2 separate regions of the Mus musculus genome follow, and region 1 is linked to region 2. The links are chromatin contacts, called in public HiChIP or PLAC-seq maps. All regions are on one chromosome and are shown on one strand. The core of a region is the stretch at or near the end of the contact, and the rest is flanking DNA. Distances in the headings are between cores, read along the strand shown. Region 1 has its middle 19 kb from the start of 1810013L24Rik. Region 2 holds the start of Mettl22 (methyltransferase like 22).

Region 1 (4,581 bases), core at 713-3,212, 340 kb after region 2:
ACACACATGAATATGCACACATACACACATATTCAAGAAATCAACACAACACACCATAACAAAAAATTGAGCTCACTACAAAGATTAAGAACCAAGTGGGACTCATTGTAAATAAAATATATGGAAACAAAAACATGTATCTGTGGCAGGCAGTGTGGGGACATTTGCCGGGATGCTATTGCTCAGGCTGTGTTTCTATCCTGCAAATGCCAGTAACTCCAGCTCCAGGGAGCCAAGGCACTCCCTCCCGTTTAGGCAAGTGGACAGATAAGTCCTCCCAAAACAAATCAAATATATCTTTAAAAATGTTATTGTTGCCGGGTGTGGTGGCGCATGCCTTTAATTCCAGCACTTGTGAGGCAGAGGCAGGCTATTTTCTGAGTTCGAGGCCAGCCTGGTCTACAGAGTGAGTTCCAGGACAGCCAGGGCTACACAGAGAAACCCTGTCTCGAAAAACCAAAAAGCCAAAAAACAACCAAAAAAGGAGGAGGAGGAGGAGGGGGGGGAGGAGGAGGAGGAGGAGGAGGAGAAGAAGAAGAAGAAGAAGGAGAAGAAGGAGAAGAAGAGGAAGAAGAAGAAGAAGAAGAAGAAGAAGAAGAAGAAGAAGAAGAAGAAGAAGAAGAAGAAGAAGAAGAAGAAGAAAAATGTTATTGAGAGAAAAAGAGAGGGGGTGGAGAGAGAGAGAGAGAGAGAGAGAGAGAGAGAGATCCAGCAGCCTAAAACAGTTCATTTTGAGCAGTCTTCTCCCAACTTTAGCACACTGGCCACATTGGCTAGGATGGTAGTCACCTAGTATGCAACTGGATTAACCCCCCACCCCCAAGTCACAGTTTTCCTGCTGACGCAATGTCGGCCAGACTAAGAATAGATAAAAGCAGGTTTCTTAGATTCTGCTCCAGGGCAGGTTCATAGGTCCCAAGGGAAGGAGTCAAAGAAACCGTGCATCTGGGCTCAGGTAAGGGAGGTTTATAGGTCTGAGGTGAGGGCTGAGGATGTGTTAGCGAGAAGCTGCGATTGCCCCTGTGTTGGCACTCTTGGGTGTGTTACCAGAAACAAGGCAATTCCATGATGACCTGTTGCCGGAGGGGTTGAGGGCAGGAGAACAGCCGGGGTTTCAACCAAATAATAAGACTTTTGTCACCTGGCGGTGGTGGTGCATGCCTTTAATCCTAGCACTCCGGAGGCAGAGGCAGGCGGATTTCTGAGTTCAAGGCCAGCCTGGTCTACAGAGTGAGTTCCAGGACAGCCAGGGTTATACAGAGAAACCCTGTCTCCAAAAACCAAACCAAAAGAAAAAAAAAAAAAGCCAAAAAACCTATTTATTTATTTATTTATTTATTTATTTATTTATTTATTTATTATATGTAAGTACACTGTAGCTGTCCTCAGACACTCCAGAAGAGGGCATCAGATTTCGTTAAGAATGGTTTTGAGCCACCATGTGGTTGCTGGGACTTGAACTCGGGACCTTCGGAAGAGCAGTCGACGCTCTTAACCACTGAGCCATCTCGCCAGCCACCCCCCCCCCCCCACATACTTTTGTCAAAAAAAAATTTAGATGTATTTATTTTACGTGTATAACTGTTTTACCTACATGTGCATCTGTGCACCAGATTTGTACCTGGTGCCTTCAGGGGATAGAAGAGGGCGGGGATCCTGGAGCTGGAGTTATGCGTGGTTGTGAGCAGGCTTAAGTGCAGGGAACTGAACTTGTGTCTTAAGTAAGAGCAGTACACGCTCGTACTACTGAGTCATTTCTCCAGCTCCTAAAGTTTCTTTTATCGAATGCAACTGGGTCACCATCTCTCCAATGTCCAGTTTTCCTTACCTTTCAGGTCCTAAAATTAGAGGACATGGAAATTCTGGTGCCTGACTCATCCAGGCGGCCCATGTGACTCATTCTGTCCAATGGAACCTTGCCTCTTCCTTCCCAGCTCCTGAAAGGCAGGAGTCTTCAGGCTGCACTCTTCCTGGGAGGCCTTGTGTGATGAGTTCACAGACACAAGAGGGGAGCACCTGGGTAGTCACACTGGAATGGTCCCGTGGTTGCTGAGTCACACTGAGTCATGCTGAGTCACGATGCATCTTCACATGGCAGAAAAGCCCAGAGAGTTGCCTGGGCCCAGGAGAAGCTTTGCTTGAGCCTGAAAGAAAGTTTTGTGAACCTGGCAATGCGGGTCTGCTCTAGGTTGTGGGGAGGCTGAGGCAGGTGATCTCAAGGTCACGGGTTGCCTGATCTGGAGAGTGAGGTAGGTGAAGGTCAGCCTGGACAACTTAGGGAGATTGCATTTCAAAACCTTTTCTCTTATGATTGATTGATATTTTTGTTGCTGTTATTTTTTGAGACAGTTTGTGTGTGTGTGTGACCCTGGCTGTCCTGGAACTCTGTAAACCAGGCTGGCCTATTGGTGTCTATTCCAGTATGTGATACTCATGAGGTCTGGACTTAGTGAATTGGGGGAACAAATTCATAGAACACAGCAGAGAGGTAGATGCCACTTCTCAGAGTAGGTTTTGAAACCTGTAGCTTCTGCAGTGAAGAGATGGCTCAGTGGTTAGGAGCACCCGCTGCTCTTCTAGAGGGTCTGCGTTAGATTCCCAGAACCCAAGTGGTGGCTCATAGTTTCTTTAACTCCAGTGCTAAGGGACCCATCACCGTCTTGGCTTCTGAGGGCCTCTGGCATGCCCTTAACACACACACACACACACACACACACACACACACACACACACACACACACGCAACACATCCATCAACAATATATCCCCAGGCCCCATGTGGTAAGAGTCAGCTCCTGCGGGTTGTCCCAGTTACCACACGTGTGTGCACCAGGACACGTGTAGACCAACCCCTCACATGCCTCTTCCTGCTGAGTGCTGAAATTAAAGGCATATGTAAATGAAAGCACAAAAGGGAGTGGGTTACTTCAGCTAACAGTTAAGGGGTACAGTCCATCATGGGGGTGGGGGTAGGTGGAAGCAATAGCAGCTTGAAGCAGCTGGTCACAAGAGGCACAGTGGGTGAAGGTGGGTACTTAGCTTGCCTTCCACTGGACCGTTCAGGATCCCAGCAGAAGGAATGACACCCCCTGCCCCCAATGGGCTAGCCTTTCTACCTTAATAAACCTAATCAAGATAACCTCTCAGGGGCATGGCCAAGGCCCACTCTCCTAGAAGCCTAGATCCTGTCAAGTGGACAGTTAACACTAACAATTATAGACACAAAAGGAAAGGAAGGTAAAAAGGAAACTGCTTTGGAGTTGGTTATGGGGACACATCTGTTGTCCTGTGAATCATGAAGCTGAGCCCAGAGGAAGCTACACATTTAAGTCCAGCCAGGGCTATATCTTGACTAACGACTTCCAGACTAGCCTGTCCTACAGTGTAAAACCCACTCTTATTACAGAGGAATCCAAGCCAGGCAAGGGGCACATGCCTGTACTCTCAGCACTGGGGATGTAGAGGCAAGGAGATCACAGGGACAACTCCATTTCTTGTGGGGTGGGAGGGAGGCTCCATGAGACTCCATCTGAGCAATGATGAGGAGCAGGCCGTTAAGCCCAGCGTTTGGGAGGTAAAGGCAGGTGGGGTTTCGTGAGTTCCAGGCTAAGACTGGAATACAATATTGAGTTTCAGGCCATCCATGGCTACATTTATTTAAAAAAAAAAAGAAAAGAAAAGAAAAGAAAGAAAGAAAAGAAAAAGAAAAAGCCCAACAAAAACAACAAGGAAAAATTAATAATAATAATAAATAATAAATGTAGTGAGATGCTGAGGGTGTTCATGTAACCTCAGCACCAGGGAGCTGGAGGCAGACAGCTCCAAGTTCAAGGTCATCCTTCCTACAAAGTGGGGTGGAGCCAGCCTTAGTGACTTAATACCTTGACTCAAAAGGAGATGGCTAGCGGCTTAGAACACTTGTTGCTCTCATGGAGATCTGGGTTCTGGGAACAGAATCCAAATAGTGGCTCCCAACTTCCTATAACTCCAGTCCTAGGCAATCCGCCACCCTATTCTGACTACTCAGATGCATGTAGTGCACATACAATAAAACAATAAACCTAAATTAAAAATCAAATAAAGGGGGCCATCCATAGAATAATTATATCTCATTTATTGTTGTTTATTATTATGTTCCTGTGATATGTGCATGTGTGTGTGTGTGTATGTATGTACGTGTGTGTGCACACGCATGTGTGCCTGTGTGTGTCATGGAGCACAGATGGAGGTCAGGGAACAATTTTGTAGAGTTGTTTTTCTTTCTACCTTTCTGTGAGTGCTGGGGATTGAACTCAGGACACCAGGCTTGTGTTGCAATCCCTTCACCTACTGCACCATCTTGCTGGCCCTTGTAGTCTAAGGTTTGTGATATAGGAATCTTTGGAAATGAGGAGCCAAAGAAATAGAAAGCCGTGTGTTGCATGCATCAGATAGGTGAAGAACGGATGCTCCTGCGGAAGGAAGTGTGGTTGCTACAGCGATGTGGCCGATGACAGTAAGCTTGGGCAGTTAGGACAGGCCTGTGTGTGCACAGGCAAGGATGCTCTTCTGAGCAGAGTTGGCCACTGCTCTGTAAACTTT
Region 2 (4,491 bases), core at 10-2,509:
CTCCCACAGTTCCAAAGCAATGGAGCTAGCAATGCTGGACCTCTGAAAGCATGAGACAAAAGAAGTCATTATTTCCTTAGGTGGTTTCTGAAAGCATGAGACAAAAGAAGTCATTATTTCCTTAAGTGGTTTTTCCTGAGTATTTATCACAGCCACAAAAATAAGTGACTAAATACAGCCTCCAACCTTAAGCACTTACCATTCTCAGCATTCTGAACAGGATAAGGTTTACCTAAGGTGTAATATTTGTGTCCTATTTCATTTTATGCTAGACTCCAACTTAGAAAGATCCGGGATCATCGTTACTGGAGACTTGATGACTAGATCCGTTAGTCCTGCCAATTGCTTGTAAGGATGCTAAACGCAGGGTATACATAACACTGGGAAGAAACAAGGGGCATGCTGGCTAACACACTCCGGATCCCTCACCCTCCAATTTGAATCCTCACCACTTAGTGGCTGAGTGATCCTCCAGCCTGCCTGCCTTGCCGGAATAAGGATATTCTAAACGTAACACACTTGTGCCCCTCCCTTTGGCTATCAGATTATTGAAACAGTCAACCCCCAAATTTTGATTTTCCCCAACAGTCCCAAGCTGGGAGGAGATAAAGGTTAATACCAGGGACCAAACAGATGAGTCACTGTCTTCCAGGAAGAGAATTACAACTTTTCAAAACTCCTTGCAGGATAGATTGAAGCCAAAAAAAAAAAAAAAAAAAAAAAAAAAAAAAAAAAGGATGGAGCAATGATGGGCAGTACCATACCCAGACCAGGACTGCTTAGCTATGCATAACTATAGCACTCTACTTAAACATAAATATCCTATCGGTGCCCGAAACATGTACTTGGGTGGGTCATTGTATGTTTTTGTCTTCTGCTTTTGCCTATTAATTGTTTCCTGGGCATACTTAGGAACAATGGTTAAATACAGCTTATTAGGACTCTGATCTTTAATGACTCTAACACTTAAAGCAAATTATTTAACTTTTTTTTCTTGTGCTGGGCTCTCTACACCGCTGAGATTCTTAGCCATATTTAAATTTTTTACAGGAGGGATTCCAAACACCGAAGTGCAGAGGCGTCCCCACTCTGGACGGCCATATGAGCAATCCGACCAGGTGACAGCTGAGCCTCCAGTGGCCGCCACAGGGCTGAGCGAGAGCATCAGGTGTTAGCTAGCGGCTGCCGCCGCGTGCGCATGCGCGACCCGAGCCGGCGCTTGGACCGCGCCTGCGCAAGCTGTCCGTCATGGCGGCTTCCTGAGCCCCATGGCTAGGGTTCCGCGTGGGACTTCAGACCAGTGTCATGGCGGGTAAGAGCCCGGGAGAGGGGGCGGGACCGGGAAGAACCCAGGGAGCATCTTGGCTTTGAGAGCCAAGCTTACACGACCTTGAAGTCTGAACCCTCAGCCTCAGTTTCCCTTTCTGTATGGGACGTCTCGGTTTCCGTGCTGGGTGAGGCAGTCCCACTCTGTCTCGGATTAGGAAGGGAAGGAGAGGCCGGGTTAGCGACTGGCTTCTTCAGAGTGACTGGCCGCTAATGGAGGAGGTCCCTGGAGCCGCTGACGCCGCCCTGCGCGCGTGGCCAGCCCTTTCCTGCACCTCTGAGCCCTGCGCCCTCCAGCTTCCTGGCGTTCCCTCTCCCAGCTCCTAAGTTTTGATTGTCCAGTGGGTGTGCATCCACCTGCCTGGGAGGAGGGGAGTTCTGTCCACCCCGGTAGACTGGTTTGGGGAATAACAGTGGCTGTAACCCTTGAAGAATTCTTGGGAATCCAACTCTGCCGTCTCGGAATTGCCTAGACGACCTGCCAGCTCCCCTACCGGAATGAATTTGCAACATGAAACCTGGGACTGCTTTTCCAGCAGTACCTAGGAGAAACTGGACACCTCTCTATACCATGCATTTTCTAAGTAGAGAAACTGTCTCAAGGTCTCTAGCCATCTCCCCGGGACACTTTTCTATAAACATGATCCTGTAGCTACTTACAAGTTACTGATGATCCCTGAAAGGGACGGTTGTCACGTTTAATCCTCACACAGGCCTCAGTGCCTCCCTATTTCCAGAATGCTGATTCCCAGGCGAAACCCTTAAAGGAGGCTCATGACCTGGGACTTCTCTCTCAGGCCACATTTCCTGGGAAACCTGCTTCATTCATACTTTTAAGTAGACGAAGTCGACCAGAGGTTAGTAGAGAATTTGTTTTCCACCTATATGTTAGACGATTTGGTCCTCATATAATTCCCACTTACAGAATGAACAATGAACATGCATCCTCTGAGGTGTAAATTTGTGTACCATAACAACACATTCTATCCTCTTATTCATGGTCAGTGTTCCCAAAGATGGCAGAGAGGATTTTTTGGACCAAAACCAAAAGCCAAATCTTGTCTTCCATTCAGAACTAGGGGAGCCAGTCTACCTCGAACCAGTAGGTGGTTAGGGCTAGGCTGTGTTTCCTCTGCCTGAATCATGTCTGATTTTTGTTGCCAGTGGTTTTGCTGAAGGCTGAGTACTTCTTTGATTTCATTCACATGAAATCCCACATTGGTTTCATTCCCAGCCCCAGTTCACACCTGCTTACCCGCTTACGTTTTCGCTGGCTTATCATGCTGTGGAGGGAAACAAAGCAAACTCGGAGAAGAACTTTCTGGGTTGGCGCCATTGCCGTTCCCTGGCACTCATCCATATACAAAGCTCCAGCTGTGGGCAGTTAGAGCATGAAGACATCTGAATTATGATAATAAAATTAAACCGTTTCCATCTTCCAGTTTGAAAACAAATGGAGGCTCCTAAGAGTTTGACTCACCGTAAGCACACCAACCACGTAGGAATTGTCCCTGTAGGCACTGGAGAAGGGCAGGTTTGGGCCAAACACATGAAACCAACCTCGTGGCAAAGAAGTCGCCGCTATTTCACACCTGTTGTAATTCAAAGACTCTGCTCAGAGCTTTTCCCACACCTCACCCCACTCCCACACTCCTGCAAGGTGGCAATATGGCTGATAGAGCAGGTCCAGAGAGGAAAGTGATTCCCCCCGAGGTCTGTAGCTGGGAGGTGGGGGACCAGAGTTTATACCTAGTTGCCCAGCTTCGAGGCCCGTCAGACTTCCGCTGGTGCTCTGTGGTGAGGTAGAACAGTTAGTTGGAAGGAAAGCCTTCCTGTTTGCAACCACTGTGGCTTGGATATGGTTTCTAATTGTAGTATATAGTTATATAGGAAAGTATTCCTCAGAGACAGGTAATGAAAGAATTCAGTAGTAAAATGTCATGTTGTCTTCAGTTCACTTTTAAGAGAATTCAAAGGAGAAATCATAGATGGATAGATAGATAGATAGATAGATAGTAGATAGTAGGTAATATGCTTTACTGGATAAGATAGATAATATGTATTAATAGATGATTGCTAGATAATACATTATTAAATATATGGTCTCTTATTAGATAGATGGTCTCTTAGATAGATGGGTATATATTATTTGATAGTCTCCATTATTAGGTAGGTGGTCTCTATTAGGAATATAGTCTGTTATTAGGCAAATGATCTATTATATATAGGGACTCTATTTTGGGGAGCGTTGTTTGTTTGTTTGTTTTGATTTCGAGACAGGGTTTCTCTGTGTAGCCATGGCTGTCCTGGAACTCACTCTGTAGGCCATGCTGACTTCAGAGCCACAGAGCTCTGCCTCAGCCTGAGTGCTGGAATTAAAAGCATCTACACCACCACCGCCCAGCTGCGTGTCTATTATTAAACAGACAATCTCTACTATTAGATAGATGGTCTCAGTAGTAAGTAGATGGTCTCTACTATTGAGTAGATAGTCTTTTATTAGGTAGATGTTATATTATTCATAGATAGATGTTCCCTATTATTAGGTAGATGTTATATATTCTTAGATAGATTGTGTAACTACACATAACAAAGTGCTAGTTTTCCATCAATCCAAGCGGTGGATATACCATGTTTACCGTGCGGTTTCCCCAGCTTTCTTGGCTGCTTGAAAAGTGCAAGTAGTACAGACCTGTTATCCCACTAAGATCACAAACTCAAGCTTGTCTGAAATACAGAATAAGTCAAGGCCAGTCTGTCTCAAAATAAAAACATGGCTGAGATATAGCTTAGTGATGGAGAGCTTGCCAAGCCGGTGCAAGGCCTTGGACGGATCCTCAGCCACAGAAGAGACATGGGGGGGGGGGGGGGGGCAGGGCAGTATAAAGGGTGTCATCCAGGAAGATGTTCCAGGCTTCCCTTGGCCACCTGGACTTGTTCTTCTGTCTCAGGTGCATCCCAGGAATAGCATGGGCCCAGCCATGGACGAGGTCACCTTCAAAAGTGACACTGTGCTGTCAGATGTCCACCTGTACACCCCCAACCAGAGGCACCTCATGGTGCGGCTGAATGGCATGGGGCAGCCAGGTAAGATCCGGGTCTGAGTGGAGCAACTGGCTGCCTGCTGGGGCCCTTTATCATCTTCTTCTTCTTTTTTTTTTTTTT

What was found. HiChIP or PLAC-seq counts read pairs in DNA pulled down with a chosen protein or histone mark.
Region 1: an HNF4G HiChIP or PLAC-seq map of pancreatic cancer cells shows a contact between it and region 2. The contact joins the enhancer-like site here to the promoter of Mettl22 in region 2. A contact is called at or near these places in 6 of 39 promoter capture datasets (the C10 cell line, the HPC-7 cell line, erythroid cells and 3 more), 2 of 484 Hi-C or Micro-C datasets (B cells and double positive thymocytes), 5 of 115 datasets of contacts at active chromatin or transcription factors (astrocytes, embryonic stem cells, microglia and 2 more) and 2 of 9 other capture datasets (adipose tissue and liver).

Annotation. Positions count from the first base shown.
Region 1 is chr16:8,808,934-8,813,514 of GRCm38.p6, forward strand. No RefSeq gene overlaps it. Among named protein-coding and RNA genes, the nearest start is that of 1810013L24Rik, 19 kb to the right of the region's middle. Within about 2 kb of position 1,963, at least 77 of the 459 cell types and tissues checked have an H3K27ac peak or open chromatin away from gene starts, as enhancers often do. A contact at or near this core is called in embryonic stem cells and pancreatic cancer cells, where this site is marked.
Region 2 is chr16:8,469,554-8,474,044 of GRCm38.p6, forward strand. Mettl22 (methyltransferase like 22) reads left to right here and starts at 1,260. Exons shown (of 11, transcript NM_146247.1): 1 at 1,260-1,312; 2 at 4,278-4,413. The coding sequence starts at 4,296. It overlaps Gm30012 (a long non-coding RNA gene), which reads right to left and starts at 1,598. Exons shown (of 5, transcript XR_384641.4): 1 at 1,390-1,598; 2 at 1-42.